Linked DNA regions of Mus musculus: regions 1, 2 and 3 are each linked to region 4. A link is a contact called in public Hi-C, HiChIP or PLAC-seq and promoter capture Hi-C data. All regions are on one chromosome and are shown on one strand. Each heading gives the region's core, a stretch centred on a gene start, on an enhancer-like site or on the middle of the called end of the contact. The rest is flanking DNA. Distances are from core to core; before and after follow the strand shown. Region 1 has its middle 28 kb from the start of Gm31715. Region 2 has its middle 98 kb from the start of AI197445. Region 3 has its middle 42 kb from the start of Gm31715. Region 4 holds the start of Ndufaf2 (NADH:ubiquinone oxidoreductase complex assembly factor 2).

Evidence for each region. Promoter capture Hi-C pulls out the DNA fragments that hold promoters and counts their contacts. Hi-C and Micro-C count contacts between places; a contact is called where the count stands out from the background. HiChIP or PLAC-seq counts read pairs in DNA pulled down with a chosen protein or histone mark.
Region 1: a Hi-C map of uterus shows a contact between it and region 4, with 2.7 times the contacts expected there. The contact joins the enhancer-like site here to the promoter of Ndufaf2 in region 4. A contact is called at or near these places in 4 of 39 promoter capture datasets (cranial neural crest, hippocampal neurons and liver), 9 of 484 Hi-C or Micro-C datasets (cerebral cortex, cortical neurons, forebrain and 4 more) and 5 of 115 datasets of contacts at active chromatin or transcription factors (astrocytes, embryonic limb bud, embryonic midbrain and 2 more).
Region 2: a promoter capture Hi-C map of 3T3-L1-derived adipocytes shows a contact between it and region 4, with 5 times the contacts expected there. The contact joins the enhancer-like site here to the promoter of Ndufaf2 in region 4. A contact is called at or near these places in 8 of 39 promoter capture datasets (the 3T3-L1 cell line, 3T3-L1-derived adipocytes, cranial neural crest and 4 more), 8 of 115 datasets of contacts at active chromatin or transcription factors (astrocytes, bone marrow-derived macrophages, craniofacial prominence and 4 more) and 1 of 9 other capture datasets (adipose tissue).
Region 3: an H3K4me3 HiChIP or PLAC-seq map of forebrain shows a contact between it and region 4, with 6 times the contacts expected there. The contact joins the enhancer-like site here to the promoter of Ndufaf2 in region 4. A contact is called at or near these places in 6 of 39 promoter capture datasets (the 3T3-L1 cell line, cranial neural crest, maxillary cranial neural crest and 2 more), 8 of 484 Hi-C or Micro-C datasets (the C2C12 cell line, cardiomyocytes, cerebellar granule neurons and 4 more), 10 of 115 datasets of contacts at active chromatin or transcription factors (astrocytes, embryonic basal ganglia, embryonic forebrain and 7 more) and 2 of 9 other capture datasets (adipose tissue and embryonic stem cells).

Annotation. Positions count from the first base shown.
Region 1 is chr13:107,237,539-107,240,410 of GRCm38.p6, forward strand. No RefSeq gene overlaps it. Among named protein-coding and RNA genes, the nearest start is that of Gm31715, 28 kb to the left of the region's middle. Within about 2 kb of position 1,388, at least 11 of the 459 cell types and tissues checked have an H3K27ac peak or open chromatin away from gene starts, as enhancers often do. A contact at or near this core is called in uterus, where this site is marked.
Region 2 is chr13:107,370,711-107,373,533 of GRCm38.p6, forward strand. No RefSeq gene overlaps it. Among named protein-coding and RNA genes, the nearest start is that of AI197445, 98 kb to the right of the region's middle. Within about 2 kb of position 1,366, at least 6 of the 459 cell types and tissues checked have an H3K27ac peak or open chromatin away from gene starts, as enhancers often do. A contact at or near this core is called in 3T3-L1-derived adipocytes, where this site is marked.
Region 3 is chr13:107,167,428-107,170,365 of GRCm38.p6, forward strand. No RefSeq gene overlaps it. Among named protein-coding and RNA genes, the nearest start is that of Gm31715, 42 kb to the right of the region's middle. Within about 2 kb of position 1,399, at least 135 of the 459 cell types and tissues checked have an H3K27ac peak or open chromatin away from gene starts, as enhancers often do. A contact at or near this core is called in astrocytes, cerebellum, cerebral cortex and 7 more, where this site is marked.
Region 4 is chr13:108,157,194-108,160,089 of GRCm38.p6, forward strand. Ndufaf2 (NADH:ubiquinone oxidoreductase complex assembly factor 2) reads right to left here and starts at 1,432. Exons shown (of 4, transcript NM_001127346.1): 1 at 1,250-1,432. The coding sequence starts at 1,376. It overlaps Ercc8 (excision repaiross-complementing rodent repair deficiency, complementation group 8), which reads left to right and starts at 1,545. Exons shown (of 12, transcript NM_028042.4): 1 at 1,545-1,677. The coding sequence starts at 1,601.

The sequences.
Region 1 (2,872 bases), core at 138-2,637, 920 kb before region 4:
ATCTTGGTCAGAAGGCAGCCAGGAGAAGACTAACTCCCAAGTAGCTAGGAGGAGGGAGGGCCTCAAAGCCCACTCCCCAAAGTGATACATTTTCTCCACCAAGGTCATACCTACTCCATGAAAGCCATACACTTGGGCAAACATATTCAAACCACCAGAGGATTCTAATACAAGTCTGTTTGATGTTATAACTTGTACGTCAGCCTAGATACCCAGACTCACTTATGCGGTGGGTATGTGACTTATAGCGATATAATGATCCATCCTAAGATGCAGTTTTACTATTGAATGACTATGATGGTTTGCTATCTTACATCTTACTTATAGAGAGGAGTATGTCAAGAGTGGCACTGAGAACAGCGGTGACAAAAACAAAAACAAATATGATAGCAAACTTCATTTAAATGTCACCATCCAGAGGAAGAATCATGCCCCTGTTTGGAGTGGGGAAGGAGACTACCTCATGCATTTTTGAAAGAATGTTCGTTTTTATTTACCTTTGCTTTTGTTGTGCTGGGGATTGAGGCCAGGAGCTTCCTCTGGTTAGTTTATATTATACAGTCTGTTCAGAGAGGATGCTGCGTGCTGACACTTTATATACATTAGCTGTGGTTTTAGATATGGTTTCCCTAACAGCTGAGCATGGCCTGAGGCAAGGAATTTGGTTATGGTTTAGGATGTGGAAGCGTAGGGCAGCAAACGTCAAGGCATGGTACATGTGGATCGATAAGACGACACTGTCCTGGAGATGCTCCTGCCCTGCTCTTCATGATGAGCTAGGCTCTCTACTCAGCCTGTGTGCCTTAAGACCCTGCGCAGCTCTTCTAGAAAGCCTGGGTGGAGAAGCCATGCCTCATGCTAACTAACTGAAGAACAGAAAATGCCCAGATCTAGTCTGTGTAGAGTGCTTTGGAAACAGGCACTCATGGTCCATTCTTTCCTGGGGGAGGGCACATTCCTACATTGGCTAGATGGTAAACAAACGATTTAATCGTATAAGGATACTAATAGCAGGCCTCCTGGTGAACTGAATGTTTTTTTGCTAGCAGGAGAGTCCTTATCCGTGGAATGCTTTTAGCAGAGTGTACTTTGGTGTCTAGGATTTCTTAGGTAAACAACGTTGGAGTCCTCTGGTTTATGAGACACAGCCCTCTGGAAAATGTCCTGTAAATTATGTAAATATCTGAGTATAAAGTGGAGATCTTTCAGATGTTCCCTGAACTCTGGCTACTTCTGGACAAGTAGATGGCCACATACCATTCTTGAGAAAGCTCGTGTATTTTCTTATGCCAGAACCCTTCTGATGCAGGAGTAAAGAAGTCCCGAGAGGCACCCCTGGCACTTCTCAAACTCCTGTATCCATGTTTCCTTGTTATTTGCGTCATCTAAGTTATAGCAGAGCTTGGATCAGGCATGCCGTCTCCAGTGGATGCGCCTCACTTGGCCATCTGGCCTCTGTAGTGCCTTTTGCTATCTTGATTTATAGTCATTTCCTTATCGATAACACTTTAATTATCTAGCATTTCATAACTTGAAGTACTATTGCGAAGCACAACCCTGACCACATCATTGTCTGTGTTTTGTCGTTTCTTTTGAGTGATTCCAAAGAGGACTGGTCTTTTCTGAACTGCTTTCATAGCCACTAGAGGGAAGCCTCTGAAAGTTTTTGCCTAGTGCTCTCTCTCTTATGCTCGCTACTACAGGAAGAGAGGAATCTAGGGGAGAGGGGAGGAAAGAGAGGAAGAAGTGGAAGCAGAAGGGAAGTCATTGTCATTGCTGTCACTAGGTCCTCTGTAAGCCCAGCCTTTCCACCACTCTCTGGGACCATCATTCTGTTTCATCACCCTTCTATTCTCAGTTCTTAGAGACCTGGTTCCTGCTCCAAACCCTTTGCTTCTTGGATTTCCTTGCTCTTTTGACAATAATTAACTCCTGCCTCAGGTACTGAGGACACCCAGCGTGCTGTTTCGCCAGAGAGCCACATTCGGCATTATGAGCTGACTTTGTAGTGTGCACAGGATGCTTAGCCCAGGATTCATGAGTAATCATGTAGAGCTCAAGATGGGTAAATAAGGCGTGGCCAAGCAAGCATTGATAGAGGCTGCTATACAAGGATACATAACATGCCTTAGGAGCCCACAGGCAGGAGAATTAATCACAGCATGAAGATTCAGATAGGTAGTCATATTGAGAGCTTCCCAGCCTAGCCTGAAGCGACTAAAGAGGTGGCCTATGCTGGTAATACCTCTGAATAAGTAGTCTATAGTCACTCTATCATCTGCTCCCTTGGAAGACACCAGATTAAAGTAAGTTGCAGTGGCTCTGAGTTGCTAAAAGCTTGGGCAGAGTTTCTCTGTTCTGGTGCTTTGAATGAGACTGCCCCAATAGCCTCATATATTTGAATATTTGATCTCCCTTTGGTGGAACTGTTCGGGAAGGATCAGGAGGTGTAATCTTGTTGAAGGAGATCTGTCAACAGAAACAGGATTTGAGTTTCAAAACCCTGGGCTACTCCTTGTGTCTCTCTGTCTAATGCTTGTGGAACAAGGTGTGAAAGCTTAGCCACTGCTCCAGTGCCATGCTTGCTGGCTTAATGTCATATTCCTCACCATGATGGTCATGGATATTTCAACCCTCTAAAACTCTAAGCTCCAATAAACTCTTTCTTCTATAAGTTGCCTTGCTCATGGTGTCTCCATAACAATAGGGAAGTTACTAAGACATCTAATAATGTCCTTTCTCTAGACTTTACTAAGGACGCTAGCTGGTCTCTCTGGCCACATTCTTCTGTATAGGAGGAGTATCCTTTGCTTCAGTAGACCCTAGCCCAGGGATGAATTTGGATGGGTTCTCACCTTTGCTCAGATGATTA
Region 2 (2,823 bases), core at 116-2,615, 790 kb before region 4:
AAAAATGGCGAAGAGACTGAGGGAAAGGAGGTCCAGTGATGGCCCAAATTGGGATCCATCTCAAGGAGAGGCTCCAAGGCTGACAATATTACTGATACAATGGTGTGCTTACAGACAGGAGTCTAGTATGGCTGCCCTCAAAGAGGCCCAACAAGCAACTGACCGAGACAGATGCAGATACTTAACCCAACCAATGGTCTGAAGTTAGGGACCCCTGTGGTTGAATTAGGGAAAGACTGAAAGAAGTTGAGGAGGAGGGTGACCCTATAGGAAGACCAGCAGTCAACTAACCTGGACCCCTGGGAAATCTCAGACATTGAGCCACCAACCAGGCAGCATACTCCAGCTGATATGAGGCCCCTGGCACATATACATCAGAAAATTGCCTGGTCTGGCCCAGTGAGAGAAGATGTGCCTAACCATGGAGTGACTTGAAGCCCAAGGAATGGGGGAAGCCTGGTGGGGTGGGGTGAGGTGGGAGGTGGGGACATTCTCTTGGAGACTGGGGAGGAATGAGGAACTGTTGGAGGGTGGACGGAGTGGAGGAAAATGACTGGACTGTATTAAAAAAAAAAAAAAGAATAGTGGTGTATGTAGCTTGGGATAGAGAAGCCTTCATTTTGATTCCAAGGCTTATTAAAGAAAGCAGATATTCATATGGGGCGGGATATGCGTTGGTCAGTTTATTCTAATCGTTTATTTAAAACCATAAAATTGGCTCATAAATCTACCTTTTGACTTTTTGCATTAGATTAACAGATGCTACACCACAGTCTTGCAAATTCCTCCATATGCGTGTAAATGTCATTATAACGACCGACCGAGGACAGTTAGATGTAACCAGGGTTAGATTTGCATGATTAAACTCAAAGGTTTCTGCACCTGTGAGGCATTACTCACACCCTGGCGCTGGTGAAAAAATAGTAACAACTGTTAATACTCTCCAATAATTTTGACTTCTTTAACTCTCATTAATCCTGGTATGCATTTCAGGAAAATGCTATCATGCTGGTGGCACCATTTGACATTAAGCAATAAATAAAGGCACCAGAGGACACTTGCCCTTGTTGCAAAGATGCCAGCTCAGCCTGTTGGGCAGCCAGCCAGTCGGTCAACATTGATTGACTGTCTAATGAGAGAAGGTGCGGTGAGACAGAGACAAGGCTCAGGACTTGAGGGGCAGTCAGGACAGTGACGAAGGCAGGAGGAGTGTCTACAGAATTCCAGAGGGGTAGTGTGTGTTAACATGGGCAACTTGACGGATGGGCTACCTGAGGTTTACTGAGCAGCCAACCCTGGGTCAGCCCAGGTCAGAGGAGTTTTAAAGAGTGAGCTCCCTGGAGGCTACAGCAATCCTGCGAGGGGCGTGGCCTCAGTTTCCTAAGGAACTATAGTGAATGGTCAAGAGGGAGCAAAGCCGATTTCTAACTAACCCGCACCTAGTGCTTACGTGGAGGCTGGTGGGCGTGGAAAACTGGCGAGGTGGGAGATGAGAGGAGGCACGGGTTTTTTTCAGACCTTTCTTTCAAGCTTATCAAGGACATATACGGTTTCAAACTCAACGCTATGCATCTCTTGCTTTAAGATTTGGCCTGAGAAGATTACAAAAGAGTCACAAGTGTAGATTTGGCATCCGCACAAGCTCAACTCTGTCATATCCGTGGGATTTATGCCAGAGAGAGCAAATGAAGAGCTGAATACTTGTGTAATCTAGAAACTCCTCAAGAGTAGATGGCAGGGCACAGTCTGCTAACTCTGGTCAGTTAATTAAGGTGTTTCTCTTTAGTGGGCACTTAGTAGCTCTCATTCTTTTCCTCTATGTCCTGAAGAAAAAAAGAAAAAGAAAAAGAAAACCCACACAGTGTGAAGACCTGTCCTTCTCATTGTGAGGCTGTTGAGAATGCTCTTCCCTCTCTAGTGCCTCTTCGAGTCAACTTAACAGAGGTAAAAATTAATTGGCATTTGTGACTAAACAATGGCCATACCAACTTCTTCTGTATCTCCCTGAAGCTATTGAAAGGGTTGAAAATAGACATCCTTCATCAGTAAGTTAGTTGTTTGATTTTTGTCAAGTACTAAGAACGAGTTTGACTTCTCTCCTTCCCTCTTTTTAACTGAAGTGACTGAGTCACAATGATTTTACTGAAGTGGGTGTTGGGGCAGAATGACCATGTTCCCATCAAACTCTTCAGCCTCAAGAAGCCGGGTCAGGGCTCCCATGTGAGAAGTAGAAGCTAACCAAGCATGGGTGGAACGGAGCCCCATGAGCAGGCTGCAGGACCTCAATGTGCACCATATTTATTCTTTATCTTGAAATAGAGCATTTCTAAATGAATTCCTTCTAGGTTAGGAAAAATGGGTTTAACTTTTAACACAAAGAAACTACTCATTTATATAACGGAACACAAAGTACTGAGGGGTTAGAAAAGGTCATCTTGGCTCAGTCTTAGGGAGCCATTTCTATGGCAAGGTGTATGGATAGATGAATTTGCAGAGCACATAATACCCACAGGTGGTAGATGTATGGGCAGGGCCCCATGCTGCCCATCAGAGGTCATGTTTCTTGGCAAACATGTAAACTGTGTCTTAAGGACTCAGCTTCAGGTAGATGTTTAGGAATAAGGCAAATAGACAACAAGGCTAATATCTCATGTACCAATAAGTAGAGACCTAGAGATTCAGTGGATATTCAGCTACCACATGAAAAGGGATGGAAGAGTCTGGGAGGTACAGTGGTTGGAGTTGATTAGATGCTGAATATTTATTTTCTCTTATTCACGTTGAAGTCTTTCAACCCTAAATGGAGAAATACTCTCTTGTTCC
Region 3 (2,938 bases), core at 149-2,648, 990 kb before region 4:
TAGACATGGTCAGGTGGCTTCTATAATCCCGCATCTATAGATGAGAAAACAGCCGGGAGGCTGTATAGCTTGCTCGAACAGCCAGTTGAGGGGAACAGTGAGAAGCCCTCACATCCTCCAGCTCCTAAACCAGGTATTGCTCCTCTATTTCGTGGTTCTCAACCTTCCTAATGCTGTGACCCCCTAAATACAGTTGTGGTGACCCCCAATTATAAAATTATTTTCCTTGCTACTTCATAGCTATAATTTTGCTACTGTTTTGAATCATAATGTAAATATCTGATATGCAGATGGTCTTATGCAACCCCTGTGAAACAGACCTTTGGCTCCCAAAGGGCTCATGACCCACAGGTTGAGAGCCTCTGTTCTATATGATAGGTGACAAATTAGTGTCTTTTTTTTGACTCCACACTCCTTTTAAAAGCTTTCAGAAATGGGAAAAAAATCCTGCAACCCTTTTTATTTAAAAAAAAAAAAAGACAAAGGCCTATTATTTCTCCATTTAATAAAACAATTTCTGCTACATGTTGAAGTCATTCAGAGTCAGTAGTAAAGCGTGTTTATTCTCAGCCCTGCTTCCTAGCCCCAGCCCTCAGGACTGTGCCCCCATGAACAGGAGTGACTGCTAATCACCATGCTCCAGCTCGCGCCTGCTTCGAAAACAGACGAGCCTAAGTCGGGTGAAGCAAATGGTCTGTTCTAGAAATTGTGAATGAGAATGAATAGTTGGTTCAATTTTATGGTTCATTTGAATGGAGGACAATTAAGCTCTGGGGATATAGCCACCATGTTTGGCTATTTGAACATTAGACATGATCTGGAGAAAGAAGCAGAAAAGCATGAACAAGCAAGAAGCGGGAGAGACCATGCAGAGAAAGAGGACCTGAACTCAGCAGCCAGCAAGAGCGGCTGCCTAGGCCGATATCTGTGGTTTAGTGCTGTCTCAAGAGCAGACACATTCTGGATGTATTCTTGCCTGTGGATCATAATGAGACAGTCTAAGGCTCTCCCCAATACATTGCTGGTTTCATGTAAATTATGTTGAAGAGTCTCTCATTCAAACAGCTTGGGCTTGGATGTTCAGGGGACCACTTTCTTGAATTATTTGCTCTAAGCATTTCTGTCTTTGGCTGGGCATAGGAAACATTCTATTCCAGCCGGTGGCTCAGCCGCACAAACGCTTGGCTGAATACATCTTCAGGTATCCAATTCCCTGGGTGTATCTCGGCTCAGTTGTACTGTCAAGGCAGCACTTCTCAGCGGTGCCTAGCTTCACCTTTCTTTTCAGTCCGCAGCTCGCTGAGAGCCACATCCAGCCTGGCCCTTGGGTGCTCTGTCCTCACTGACCCCCACGGCTCCGCTGCTTTGTGCTGCGCATGCCCGCCCCTTTCTCTTCCGCACTCATGCTGTTGCTCATTGTTTGCTAATGACTAGTTGGCAGGCAAAGGGAAGTGGCAGTCGGCCTGGCTCGCAGACTGGAAAGGAGCGTGTTTTTCTGAGAATGAAAACATTATTTGCTAAGAAGCACGTTCCAGCACTGACTCTTTCACTTTCAAAGTCCTGCTGGGCTCCTTCTGTCTCCAAGTGTCTGCACTGTCCCTTGTCACTTCCTCCCACCTCCTTCCCAGATGGAGACTGGCAGGGCCATCATATCTGGAGCCGGGGCTCCTGCATGACAGGTGTAGGCTCTAGGGGAGAAGCTAATAGGCTCTCTAGGAAGTGAAATGAAGACCAAAATAATGGGCTCTCCTTGCCAACCTTTGACACGTCTTGGGTTTTTCTAGAAGAAGCCAATAATTTGTGAGAAGATACAAGGTTCTCCGGTAGCCAGAAGTAAGTGTCCTAAGCCTGCACGATGAGCTTGCCTCACAGACTTGCTATTTGTTCCAGAGGAGGGCAGACTCTGACACCATTTCTCTGTATCTTCCTACACTCTATCTTGTTCCTCTGGAGGGCATAAGTCATAAGAGCAGGCCTTCTAGAAGCAGCCCTGACGGAGGTCAGGCTGTCCCTGACACCTTGCAGGAGGTAATGACGAAAATGTTGTCAATAATGTTAATCATTCATTTTCCCATTTTTAATCACACTCTACCAAGCCAGTTTTTAAAAATCTGCTTAAAAAAAAAAAGTCAGGCCTTTGGAATTGTGAGGCTCTCTAAGTGCTTCTCTGTCAGAGTAGGGGGCTGCCCCCCTGACTCCTCGTTCCCCCTTTAAACCACACAAAAGCCCTAAGAAAGCAAATGACTTTAAATATCCACACTGTTTTCTATGCATCCATAGCAACACAACAACAAGGAGTTCACCTGTTGAAGACAGTCAAAAGACATATTGGTAAATGCAAGCCAGGTACTGTCACAGAACATGGGTCAGTGGTGAGAGTCTAAATGGCTTTCGGTGACTATATTTTTTAGGCTTCTCGCCCCAGGATGAAGTGACAAGAAAAAAAAAAAAGCAACAAGGGCCTCTTGCTCACGAGGAGCAGTGGGTAATATATTTGTTTGTATTATGGGATTGCAGTTTTACTAGAAGGAACACTTGACATTTTGATGAGTGCCTCAAGGGATAAAAGGTACTAACTTCAGAACTTAGTTTTAATTATACTAAGGAGATTACATTATTCAAAAGCATCCCACTGGTAAGGTGCAACATTTCCTGAAACAGTTTAGTGGAAAATGCCACATTAATCAGTCCAATATTTCACTCAGAGGGCTTAATGATGGGAGAAGTTTAAAGTACTATAGCATTTGATAATGTAGAAGGGGGAAAAAAACCCTGAGTGTTCACTTGAGGAAAGGCTGGAATAGTTGTTAGTCCCTCTTGTGCCTTTCTCCATTAAAAGCTGCCTAGCCGTGTTAGGAGTTCAGGAGGGATCAACCCATGAAGCTGATCAAAAACAGGAAGACCCTGCAAAGCAGCAAACACATGCCTGGAGAAGACA
Region 4 (2,896 bases), core at 182-2,681:
TATATACAAATATTCACGTTTAAAACCTGTAGGAAACGAAGACCAATTTGTAGCATCAGAAACCCAGATCAGTGGATATCTGGGTACAGGCAGCAGAGGCAGCATATTTAAATGCTCAGTGGGCAAAAAAGTTCAAGGTAGTAAGTTTTAGAAAAGGGTTAAGTGGGTACTAGAGAGATGGCTCAGAGGTTAAGAGCACTTGCTGCTCTTATAGAAGACCCAGGTTCAAATCCCAGCACTCACATGGTGGCTAAACAACCATCAACTCCAGTTCCAACAGCTTTGACACCAGATACACAACTACACACCTGCAGGCAATACACACACAATTAATAAATCTTTTTTAAAGATAAGAAAAACATTTTTATAAATGTTTAACATAGTTAATATTGTGAGAAATTAATGAAACACAGTTGTTGGACCAGTCTTCAACCGTCCCAGTAGCGACAGACACTACTATTATCTCTTTCATGTAAGACCACCTAAGTGAGAAAAATGGACTTGTGCCTAAGCTGCCTCAGTCAGCGCTTAAACTCTGACCCAACTTCTTTCTCTGCGACTTTCTATACTGGAGCAATAGAGAAAAGTAAAAGACATTGTGTGGCCTGCTGCAAGGGGGACGGGGGAGGAGGGGGGCGGGGAGGTGGGGACAGAGAGAGTCAGAGACACACAGTCACAAACACACACACATACAAGGAACGCCCCCCCCCCCCCCCGGGGGGACGGGTCTAGGTGTAGCCCTGGCTGTCCTTGAACTCACTCTATAGACCAGGCCGACCTCGAACTCAGAGATCTATCCGCCTCTGCCTTCGGAGTGCTGGGATTAAAGCCTGGCTATAAAAGAACACCTCTTAACTAAACCGTTCCAGTTCTTGAAAACAGTTTTAGTTAGACACACATTTCTGAAATCGACCTGGACATTAGAACGGATCAGTGTATTCGGAAAGTTCTGGGTTGACAAGGACGGCGACAGACAGGGAGAGCGCGCCAGACACTGCGACACCAAGAACCGCAAACTCTGCGGACAACCCGGATCTGAAGACCAAGGCAAGGCACTGGCGCAAGGCCTTTCCCGATGCTCCCCAGAACCTCTGGCAGGACCGGGTCCAAACTTCGTCGCCCAAGGCAACCGCCAAGTCCTGGGACCCGGGACAGGGACCAGGGCACCCGAGGCCCGGCCCCCAAGTACGGCGGCCGCCACCCGCCCGGGACGCGCATCCATCGACCGGTATCCTCTCCTCGCTCTCACCTCTCCAGTTCTTGTACTCGGCGACGTAGTAGTATTTGTTCCCCAGATGGTCCGTGCCCACGTGCTCCCTCACCTCCCTGGACAAGGCGCTCCAAACAGAGCGCCACACACCGGACCACCAGCTCATGCCTGCGCCGAACTCAAGGTCTGAGGCTTCAACCCGCCACCGGAGGACACGCCCACGCTAAGCTCCGCCCACTGCCCGGCGTTTTCCGAGCCCCCCAGTAACGCCGCTCTCCGTTGGTCAGGCCACATCGCTGATTGGCCAATGAGAGCCCGTGTTGTTGCATCCCCCAGTTCCCCGGTCTGTCATGGCAGCGCCCAGGCCTCCAGCCGGTGTGTGGACCCGAGATGTTGAGCTTTTTGTCCGCTCGACAGTCGGGTTTGGAGGACCCTCTTCGCTTGCGTAGAGCGCAGTCCACACGGAGGTGAGTCACGCGCGTGTCTTTTCCTCTTCCGGTGCCAAGGGAGAGTCTGGAGCAGGGAGATCGGGTCGCAGGACCGACTGGGCTGAAGATGAAGTCGGCAGGAGCCGGAGGAGGAAGACCCACGTGTGCGTGTAGGGGAGAGTGTGAAGGAAAAACCCAGGTCACAGTAATTGTAGCTTGCTGTGTACATGAAGGATGTAGTTGGAAGTAACCAGGGAGCCGAGTTAGATAACTGTCACTCCAGGAGAGACCTGATGGCAGGCTCTCCAATGGCAGGACTGTGAACATCCTCACGGCCAGCTCACCCCACGGCCTTCCACTGGACCCTCACTGCCAACATGACTGCTTCTTATTTCTTTGGTGCGCTTTGGTTCTGTTGACCAATGCCTTTATTTTTGTAGAATTTCATGTGGGTTTATCTCTGAGGCACAGACGAACCTGCATGCTTTGACTGTGTTTGTAAACCGAGTAACAGGTGTACAGAAATCAATCGTACGGATTTCGAAAAGAAGGCATGTAAATAAGTCCCCAACCACGTGCTATTTATATAGTGGCTTGTAGATGAAATAGCTTTGGAGCTTTGAGCTTTATGGTGTTTCTTAGTAACTGAAATTTGAACAATGTTGACGGGGTCTAGTATTTAGTTAAATTACACTGAAATTATATATATATATTCACGCTTCAGTGAAGATTATTGTTTTGTTAAAGTAATGAGGTTATTCTTTAATTCTCATTTATTTTTGTAACTGAACTGGAAAGTCCTAATTTATTCAGAGAAGATGTCCTTCCCTGTCATCTGCTAGTGACAAAAGCATAGTAAACATTACATTTGGCGCTCTCAGGCAACATCTTTTAAAGGATGTTTACAACCTGGAGCTGTAATTCACATAAACTGGATATTGAACACGCTGAACATTGGTGACACAAGCCTGTGACCCCAGGTTCCTAGAAGCAGATGGAGGAAGATTTCTGGCCCAGCCTGGGCTACCGAAGCAAGTTCCAGGTCAAACTGAGCTGCATAATGACATATGCCACTCCACCGCACCCCTACAGAAAGAAAAATGAAATTTTCATGGTTGCGTAAAACATGCTGAGTGCTGACATGTTTTTAAGACCATCACCGTATCAAGAAGTTTAACACTTGCGCCCTAAAGCTTTGCTGCGCTTTGGTACCGCTAACCCTCCTCCGCTTCACTTCATTTTAACTGTGGCATTGATA